Regions from separate parts of the Zea mays genome. Here region 1 is linked to region 2. A link is a contact called in public Hi-C data. All regions are on one chromosome and are shown on one strand. The core of a region is the stretch at or near the end of the contact, and the rest is flanking DNA. Distances in the headings are between cores, read along the strand shown. Region 1 holds the start of LOC100192626. Region 2 holds the start of LOC100384655.

The links. A called contact is a pair of places that touch in the nucleus more often than the background predicts.
Region 1: a Hi-C map of leaf shows a contact between it and region 2, with 4 times the contacts expected there. The contact joins the promoter of LOC100192626 here to the promoter of LOC100384655 in region 2. A contact is called at or near these places in 2 of 25 Hi-C or Micro-C datasets (endosperm and leaf).

Annotation. Positions count from the first base shown.
Region 1 is chr8:158,074,073-158,079,304 of Zm-B73-REFERENCE-NAM-5.0, forward strand. LOC100192626 reads left to right here and starts at 3,518. Exons shown (of 5, transcript NM_001137840.1): 1 at 3,518-3,930; 2 at 4,043-4,101; 3 at 4,310-4,498. The coding sequence starts at 3,837.
Region 2 is chr8:157,814,862-157,820,429 of Zm-B73-REFERENCE-NAM-5.0, forward strand. It overlaps LOC100384655, which reads right to left and starts at 1,823. Exons shown (of 3, transcript NM_001177140.1): 1 at 1,356-1,823; 2 at 1,152-1,257. The coding sequence starts at 1,709.

The DNA of each region.
Region 1 (5,232 bases), core at 2,268-4,767, 260 kb after region 2:
TAAGGAAAATGAACAAAAATTGGCAAGAGGAACATAAAACTAAACTTTCCTAGCCATACTCTTCTCTTTAACACATGGTGAAGGCCTAGTTCCAAAATTGAGCAAAGATGAACAATAATTGGCAATTAAAACATAATTAAACCAACTTTCATAGCAATTAATAAAAACAATCTTAATTACCAAACCTATCTTCTTCTCTCTCCACACAACACATGAACCATTCATTAAACAACTTAATATCTCATGGATAAACTGATTTGAGAACTAAACATGAAAAAGGAGAGAGGATAGACAAAATCTAACCATATTAAACAACTTTATTTGAGCGAATAGAGCAAAAATGTGGCTAAAATGTGGCTAAAATTGAGAGAGGATACACTCTCTCTCCAATGGTGAAACCCTAGATCCAAAATGTGGCTAAAATTGAGCAAAAATGAATAAAAATTGACATTAGCAACATAAACCAACCTTTCTTAGCAATCTTCTTCCAAAAAATGAAGATCAAAACCTCTCCCCATGTATTTTGTGAATTCTGGACCTCCAAAATCGCCTCCAATGGAAGTTGGCTGCGAGCATACAGTTCACTGTCGGGGGAAGAGGGGTATTTATAACAGACACTTCACTGGCGGTTGTCTTTAAAAACCGCCAGTGAAAATTGATTTCCACTGGCGGTTATCTTTAAAAACCGCCAGTGGAAATAGGATGTTTCCACTGGCGGTTAAGTTAAGATAACCGCCAGTGGAAATCAATTTTCACTGGCGGTTTGTGTAACACAACCGCCAGTGGAAACATCCTATTTCCACTGGCGGTTGTGTTAAGATAACCGCCAGTGGAAATAGGTTTCCACTGGCGGTTTTTAAAGCCGGGCCCACCTGTTTCTTTCACTGACGTTTGATAACGGAAACCGCCAGTGAAAAGTTGAACGTGCCGCAGGCTTTGAGCTTATTTGTACTAGTGTTGCACCCAGAATCGTTCCAGCTAATCAAAGTTTATATAAATTAGAAAAACAATCCGGTTAGGAATCGTTCCGATCCACCAATCCGGCACAAACGAACAAGACCTTATTATATTGTAAGTTCTAAAATTAGGCTTGGCTCGAGCTTGCTCGTCGCCACATTAAATCTAATTTAAGATATAAATTATATATTTTTGTTATATATAAAATAAAAAAATTAAAAATTACACTAAAAAAATCATGAACATATTTTTAAACTATATCTAACAATATATTCATAAAAAAACAAATCAATAATTTAGTAATGTAATAGTGTCACAACATAACATTTCATGATCTCGTAACCTCTTGACTCGCTATTTGAGTGAGCCATGAAATTAGGCTCGGCTCAAGCTCGCGAGCTTCTCTAAACCGAGCCGACTCTGAGCGAGCCTTGAGTTTTTTCTAACCCTATTGTGCACCACCAGGTAAGGGAAAACGTGCTTATTTTGATCTCGCGCCCGTGGAATTATTTGCACCATGGCTTCATTCATGTTTCCATGTGATTGAATGGCAAAACTAGCACGGAGGAAATTATGAAGTAGAGGAAGTAGAAAGTCGTAACCAAGTTGGTAATTGCTGCATGAGTCAAACTAGCATCGGGAAATGTGGCAATGAAATGGAAGCAACCTCATTAGTAATAATAAGACGACTAAGACTATCTCAAGCACTCTACCCATTTTTATAACAATATTTAAACTTCAGCCTACAAACAGTGCAAAAACAATATAAAATAGTGTTTTAATGACTATGTGGGTAAACTACTGGACACGACCTAATTAGCTATACATAAACTAGAGTTCGTCATTAAATAGTGAATACCAATAATCAAATTTGTGCCATTAAGTATAAGTCTCGCTAAATTTCAAGTGTCTAAATTTTAGTTTTCTTACTGTTATGTCGTATATTTTATGTTAATTAAATTTATAGGTGCAATCTTCTCCTTTCTCCATGCCTTCTCTTATTAAGGAGCAAGGCTCTATCCTACACACCGCCTGGAAAGAAGGGGTGGAAGAAAGGGGGAGGAGAGAAAATGAGGAGAACTAGAGTTTCCATCATCATCTGTCGTCGTTCAACAAGCTAATTTCCTGGAATGGACTAGGGAGGGAGGCTAATTTCATGGTGATCAGTGATGAAGACATCACAAGCTAGTAGGATTAATTTTCTCTCTTCTTCTTCCTTCTCTCTTCTACTCTACCATCTACCTCTTCCTCCAATGGAACAGAGACTTATTTTTCTTCCTTCTTCTCCTTTCTCGTTTATACTCCACCCATATATCTAATGAAGTTTCATGCACGTAGGGGGTCTGGAGCCCCCCTTGAGATCCTCCCTATGCTCGTGGTTGTCAACGTCTTAAATCACTTCAACCAATTCTCGAACAAACAACTTAAATCTTAATGCCATGATGTTATAGTTTGATACATCATAAACAAAACGGTTAGCCTACAAGAATTAGCCACTCATGAAACATGGGACAATATGCTCCAACAGAAAGTCGGTTCATATGCAGTGCGCCTTTAGTAGAGTTCCATTAGCGTCCCATTTGTATTAAATAAGCTGTCATATATATAAGTGCTTTTAATAATTTGACAAAGGTTTAGTAAGATAGAGAGAAGTGAGTTCTATGGAGATGAAATTCTTTTGACATGATGTACCAGCTCTCCGTGTTATAGAATTAAGTATTTACTATAAAGTTACGGAATAAAACTTTCTATTTAAACCCAGTGTTTCATCTATGTTTTATTTCATTCTATACAACGTGCAGTGTTGAAGACAGTAATAGACAACTCACCATAAGACTGGCATGAGTAGTAAACACTAAATAGCGCACCTTGAATTGTTTATAAAGACTGCAAACAAGTTTCACCATGGAGATCACATTGAAGACAGTAGTATGTATGCACGTACATAGATAGCATTGGGTCAATAACTATAGGACAAAAGTAGCCTTGGGTAGTTGGGTCAATAAACTACTTCAGGCTAGCAACGTTTTAGCACATGAAGGGACAGCAAGGGCACCAGGCGCCCACTCCACTCCATCTCGCTGCCAGCTGCTCTGCCCGGCCCGGCCTGGCCTGCATCAAAGGAGCAATGGCGCAGTAGGAGTGCAGGAAGTCCCATTCCGCCTTCGTTTTCCACGTGAGCCCTGCGCGCGTGCAAACAGAAACAGCGCATGCATCAGTCCAGCTCAGGACGTGATCTCCCCCTTGTTTTTTTTTTGCTTGCAGACTCTTGCATCATGTCGGCACCAATAATTCAGGAGCGTTCCTTCAGAGGACGTACCCTGGTCCTGGCGCATCAAATTGCGTCCAGTTGCGGCTGCGTCAGCGTCTGCGAGAAACACGAGGAGCGCAGGCATTGTTTGCAGTGGCCATTTGGGGTGTCTGGTCTCAGCGATCAGTTGATGTAAATTGAGCGGCAGCAAAAGGACGTGCGAGCAACTTGATGCTGCAATCACCGTGCACATGATGATAATATATTTTTCCCTGCTACGTGGTTGGTACCTCTAGCACAAGTGCATATGAACATATACGTCCAGCAAGACCAGATAGTAGATAGGCCTCCCACGACAGCAACTCACCTCCCGGGCCTACCAAGCAGTCTCTAGAAACAAACAAACAGCGGCAATGTGCTAATCTCTTCTGCATTTGGGCACGGCAATCCTGACCCGACCCTCCAGATTTCCCGTCGCCGAGCCACGCGGATCGAGTACCCGTCGAACTCGCCGCTGTCGGATCGAGTACCCGTCGAACTCGCCGCTGTCGGATCGTTCTCGCTTGGGGCGATCAAGCTAACGGGATTTGAGGAGATCTAGGCCAGCCGCGGGCAGCAGCCATCAGCCATGAGCGAGGTGTTCGAGGGCTACGAGCGGCAGTACTGCGAGGCCTCCGCCTCGCTCTCCCGCAAGTGCACGGCTGCATCCGCCCTCGATGGAGGTGAGCATGATTCCCATGGTTAATACGATTCCTCCTCTGTGATTCCGCTGGGGGAGCACCTGCTTTTGTTGATCGTTTGTTTTTGGTCTGATTTCGGTGGGTCTATCCGCAGAGAGGAAGAAGCAGAAGCTCTCCGAGATCCAGTCCGGCGTTGAGGAAGCTGAATCGCTGGTAAATAGATGCCGCGACGCGTTCTGTTTTGGGGATCCCCGGGATATAGGACATTTGGGGAATGGGTAGAAAAGCAGAGATTAGGGATTTTTCGTTTCCGTCGGTGCAGTTTTGGTGTTCCGACGGAGTTGCGAGATGTTTATGTGCCTTAGTCTTCAATTTGGGGGTTGGGGGAAAGTAATTTTATGTTTTTGTTTTGTGTCTGCAGATTCGGAAGATGGACCTGGAGGCAAGGAGCCTACAGCCTAGCATTAAGGCTGGTTTGCTTGCAAAGCTGAGGGAGTATAAATCTGACCTCAACAACGTCAAGAGTGAGCTCAAGAGGATATCTGCGCCCAATGCCAGGCAGGCTACCCGGGAGGAGCTCCTGGAGTCTGGAATGGCTGATACTCTCGCGGTGAGCTAATGCTAGGACTTGACTGTGTCTACAAAGTATTCACTTCAATGCATAACATATCACATCAGGTCAATTATTGTAGATTGCATCAGAGCAAAAACGTCATAGGTCCAATGTCTATGAGCTAGAAATAACTGAAAAATAAATGTGCTTGTACTTTTTAAATGTGGATGTGGTATTTCATATCAGGTGATTTGGTTTGCACTGAAATGATCAGAATTTATCTTTTTTGCCTTGGGTATTATCATACCCATATAAGTGGAATACTAGTTATACAGTCTAAATGATTGATGGTGCAATATCTGTTATTTAGTTGCATTTTGCTTGCAACATTGTGCATCATTGTAACAATGGGCCGTGTGTACTAGGAATTTGTTCAATGAATGGTTTACATGTGCATGTCAGTGAATCCAGCTGGATTACTACATTACATTTTGGGCTTTCACTTCTTTTTTTTTTCAATTTTGGATATCCAAGTTTTAGCAGTACAACTCTGGCAAGATCTTGCCATCATGTTTATATATGCTCTCAGTTCTCACTCAAGCATATCTGACCATCAAGTTTAATCTATGACTTTCCTTGTCTTACTGCTTAGATGGTATGATTACAACTTTTGTTCTGTATGAAATATATGCTATGTATTCAAACATAGTTCCTTATCAAGGTTGACCCTTGATGCGCCGCAGCCACTATTTCTACTTTTATGCTATTATGAACGAAACTTTCTCGATATC
Region 2 (5,568 bases), core at 573-3,072:
AAAGTTTGAGCTCGCAAAAGAGGGTTCTCAATCCTGATACATTAAAATGTGTTGGAACACGATGGAATAACTCATGCAAAACAATAACCAGATTTTTGACATCACAAGTATGTCATAAGGGATGGCAACTGAGTTATAACTGTTTTGCTATGGAACACGATGCAACATGGATAATACTGAAATGAAATTTTGTTTAGAAAAGGAGTCAAAGCTAAATCAAGTTGACTTGCATTTACACCAAGTCACCAACAAATAATAAAGAAAGAACACAAGTTGTAACATGAAAGAAGAGAGAATTGTCAACTGGTCTATGAACCAAATATTCCAGAGCGGCCAAATATAGTGAATTAGTGATTATTGACTGGCAACTGGCTGCGAACAAATATCATATTGTGTCTGAATATGGTGGGGATATACTTTTGCAGATCAGCTAGCCTGTTGAAATGATTTCCTCAGATTTTTCTTTAAATCAATCCAAATTTCGGTAGGCAGGGGTGCTGATTCAACAGGGGTATACTGAACGTAATGCTGCATTAAAATGATCACATTAAACTTAGTCAAATAACCCATAAAGCAATTAAAATCTCAAATTGACAGTTTTCTTGCCCACCAATTGAAACTTACAGCTAGACACCAGTGGTAAGACAATAACTGCGCTAAAAAGACTTCTGAAGATGCATGAAAATACAGGACTGGCATAGCCTAAAAATAAGTTGATATGATCAAATCACACTGAGACCATAACAGATTCTAGATATTGCTAGTGCAGGAGAATGAAATATACCGTACGCAGTGACAGATTGAAAAAACTAACTGGTATTTGCAGTGTTTCTATATAAAGAAGTCCAACATTTACGAAAGCGTGGATACATAATAGCCACGTTTTGTCTAAAAAGATAGCCATAGGTAAATGACAGACAGATAACACTGGAACAACAACATCACATCATTATCGCTGCTCAGTTCTAAGTTCTGCGAATTGGTGAATTCGGTTTCTGGAAAACTGAGACATTCATTACTATAAGAGTGTAATAAAAGGGTCAAGCCTCAAGGTCCGGCAATATCAAGCTGACATTGCAGATGAAGATCCATTCGAGTGGACATCACATCTAACATTCGAGCAGTAATCCATGGTGCCATGGTGGAGTCACCTTTGGCGGAGGGCATCTCCTTGCCGTCCTTCACGTAGAACTCGCGGATGGACACCAACGACCTGCCCTTAAACTCCGATAAAGTCACCCTCCTCTTGCTCGAAAGCTGCACGCACAAACCCACATCACGCCACAAAACCCTAGCATAACATTCGGATCGATTTGAACAAGAGCGAGAGAGGAGATACGGAAGAAGAAACTCACGCGGCACAGGATAAGGTCACCTTGGTCATCGTACTCTCTCTTCCCGCCACCCTTACCTTCATCCTCCTCCTCATCGTCATCCTCTTCGTCCTCCTCTTCGTGTTCCTTGCCCTTGCTCTCCCTGCCAGTGACGCCCTCCTCCTCCGCCTTCGCCTCCTCCTTGGAGGAGAGTGAAAGTAGGTATTCCTCAACGACGCCGCGGACGAAGAGCTTGCGGTCGGGTATGGAGAGGTCGATGCCGAGGCGGTCGCTGGCAGCGGCGCGGACCTTGTACTCCGTCACGGACTCCATATCGGAGCCCCGGAGGATCTCCAGCACCGTAGCCTCCACATTCTTCTTCGTTGCCTCGTCCATGCCGACGCCACCCAACCAACACGCCAACGTTTCTGCTCCCTTCGCCGGAGTTGGGGAGGGGAGAGTCCACAGGCCACAGCGCACTTCGACTCTGTAATTCTGTATGTCTGAGCGAGAAAATTGGTAGTTGACTGAGGTAAAATGAACTTTTTCATCGTTTTATTTGGCAAGAAAAGTTGGGTGGAGTCTAGGCTAACAAAGGCCAGAGAATATAAAACAAAAATGGATGGGCCGGCCCAAGATTCACAGCCGTACGACCCAACTGTAGACCGTAGCCCACCAATCCGCTTTGTCTCCCACTCTCCCTAAACTTCTCTCGTTGGCAATCGCACAAAAACTTTATTTGTCACAGCCTATTTCGTAGCTTCTTCGTATATTTAAAAACGAAAGTGGTATCAAACAGAACGTCTGTACCATAACATAATTAATTTAGCTGTTTTTCATAATAAACTAAAAGAATGCAATAGTGGAAGTCTATCAAATATAGGTCTTGTTTGGGCATGAGCATAGGTGTTTGTAAAGTAAATTAAGGATTACAAGAAAAGGCACCCTTTAGGTTTGAAAATAGGCATACTAAAACATCTATGGATCAAAGTGAAACAGGTATGTTTCTAGCACTTAGTCAATTATTGAGGTACTAATCATGTTTGACTAAATGATAGGGACCATAAGAAGTCGAGTCAAAAGGAGCAAAAGAAAGTTGGCATAAAAAGGAACAAGTTGTGCTGGACTAGGCGACACTGAACGGTTCGGTGCCATCCACCGGACAGTCCGGTGTCCGTCCGATCGTACTGGTCGCTCTCGGTTTCATCCGAGCACTCTCGGCTATAATTCACCGGACGGTCCGCGCGGAGCGTCGGACAGTCCGGTGTGAAGATAGACAACAGCTATCTGCCACGTCCGCCGCAGCCAATGGTCAGATGGTGCATCGGACAATTCGGTGCCCCCCACCAAACAGTCTGGTGCCCGCTTGAAACAGAAAGTGACCAATCAGGGATCTGTTAACTATTGCACTGTGCAGGTCCGGTGCGCCACCGGACAGACCGGTGCACCCACGGACAGGGAAGGCTGGGAGCTTCCAATTCAAGCTCCAACGGCTCCTAGGTCCCTTGGAGCTATAAAAGGACCCCAAGGCGCCATGGAGCGGTACCTAAGCATACTTTGAGCACACTACAACTCCAAGACTCCGCAACCACGCCTCTGAAGTGTTCTAGAGAGATTTGAGCGCATTTCTTCAGTCGTTACTCTATCGTTTTGTTGTTACGCTCTCTTCTTCACATTTGTGCGTGTTGTTGTTGCGTTGTGCTCTTGTGTGCGTATCTACTCCCCTCCTTACTCCGAATTTTATTGTGGTCATTTGTGTAAGATGTGATAGACTCCAATTTATAGAGATTCCTCACAAAGGGATATTGATATAAGGAAGACAATTGTGACACTCAAGTTTGATTTTTGTATCACTTGAGAAGGGTTGAGAGCAACCCTTGACCAAGGGAGGTCACCACAACATGGAGTAGGCATTGACCGAACCACAGTAAAAATCTTCTTGAGTTCTTTACTCACTTGAAATATTTCTCCTAAGTTCAGTACTCTCGTAAAGGAGAAATCAAGTGAAGAGTTCTCCTTTCTTCTCTCTTCTCATCTAACTTGTTTTAGTTCACACTAACACTTGTGTCGGTACCCTAAATCAGGGGTACCCTCTTCTACAGCATGAAGACGCCGCACCTATGCAACATCTCCAGGCCACGCGGAGGACGATGCCTGACCCCACCGCATGGGCAGGCCAAAGGGCGCCACGTGGCAAGGAAAGACAGCACATCCCAGTATGTATCGTGGGGTCTGGACCTCCACACAAGGACACCGGACCCCTATACATATAAGTCCGGAGCCTCCGAGTAAGGTCCGAACCTCAGCAAGGTCCCAGAACGAGGAAGACCCTGGCGTGAGTAGGGGTCTGGTGCTGACACGTGTCCAGGCCTTGCCCTTCACTTCCCGCTCAGGCGGAGACCCGTTGCTTGTGACCCATGACATAAGCCATCGGGCTGAGCCTGACGTAAAGCCGTGCAGCGCCTACATTTACTGAGGAGAGGACGCGCCGCCTGCCACTGCGCTGACGGGCGACGTGCCCTCTCAGCATTTAATGTGTCCCGTCCCATCCACTGGTAGGCGGCGTCAAGGTCATCCAGCAGGCGGCGCGCCTACTGGGTCTGCTGGTGAGCAGTGCGCTCGTGCCAGGCAGCGCACTGTGTTATCCCTTCTACAAGAAGCTTCCTCTGCACGCCGAAGATACACAGATCTCGGACGACAGGACACAAGGAGATTGCCCTGGCAGCAAATATTTATAGTCCCAAGTTTTATATTCTCTATGTCCCTGGGCCCACATGTCGGGGCTCATTACCTTTGTGCATGCCCCCCTTCAGCTATAAAAGGGGAGGCATGCGACGTTACACAGAGCCAAGCTCAGACTCACAATACATTACACAGTGGAGTAGGGTGTTACGCCCCGGCGGACCGAACCACTCTAAACCCTCGTGTGCTCTCGTGTGTTCATCCACCAACCTCGTAACAAGCAAGACGCTTAGGCCCCTCCTCATTTTAGGAATTAGGGTGGGTGCAATCCGCCACCCGACCGGAGAGATTTACCCTCCGACATTTGGCGCGCCAGGTAGGGGCTAGGCTTGAAGTTTTTGCTTGTTCCCTCGCTCAGCATGATGGTGCGAATCATCGAGCACCGCGCCGAAACTTCAGAAGATTTGGCGATGGAGCAAGAAGTTGCGTCCTCCGCGTCGCGAGTACCCGACTGCCCTGAGTCTGGGGCTGCTGTTGTACACGCCGTGCAACAGCACACGCCTGCGCAAGTGTCCCGGACTCCATCGAGGGCAACACCTACGGCATTATCTGTCGCCAGGGAGTTGCTACGCCACCCCCTAGCTCCACGGCTTCACCAGGGGCCATGAAGCAGTGGCGTGACGATGTTGACCGGCTACTCGGTATGGCGCATTCTACCTCGACCAGATCTAGGCCCCGGTCATCCCGGCGCCAACACGAAGCCACGACGTCTGTGCGCTCGCCCTCCGTAAGGGGTGCGCAGACTAACGACCTTTGGGCAGAGCTCAACCGCAGGCGTACGGGAGAGGATGCCCGGATCTCCCTGGAAAGGGCGTGCGAGCGCCGCTAAAACATCTAGGGTCGCAACCTCGATCAAGACTTTGCTGCGGCAACACCGTAGACGCCAATGGGCACCCGGTCCCAAACGGGTGTCCCCTTGGCCGGCGTGGGCTGCGCCGCCCTCGTGGACCATCTTCGCGCGGCATCATGGCCGCCCAAGTTCCGGTCGCACCTGCCGGAAAAATACGATGGGACATCAAACCCATCGGAGTTCCTGCAGGTGTACGTCACCGCCATCACAGCAGCAGGTGGAAACACCGCTGTGATGGCAATGTATTTTCATGTCGCCTTGTCTGGATCTGCCCGGACTTGGCTCATGAACCTCGCCCCAGGATCCATCTACACCTGGGAAGAGCTCTGCGCGCGGTTTGTCGTGAACTTCGCCAGCGCTTACCAACAACACGGTGTGGAGGCCCACCTCCATGGGATGAGGCAAGAGCCCGGGGAGACTCTCTGGAAGTTCATCTCACGCTTCACCAAGGTGCGAGGTACTATACGTCGTATTTCTGATGCCTCCATCATCACGGCCTTCCGACAGGGAGAACGTGACAAGAAAATGTTGGAGAAGTTGGCCACGCATGACGTGGAAACTGTCCCCACGCTCTTTGCTCTGGCTGACAAGTGTGCCAGAGCCACCAAGGGTCGTGCATGGCACTCGGCCTCACAAACCGGGGCTGCCCAGTCGGGCGGCTCG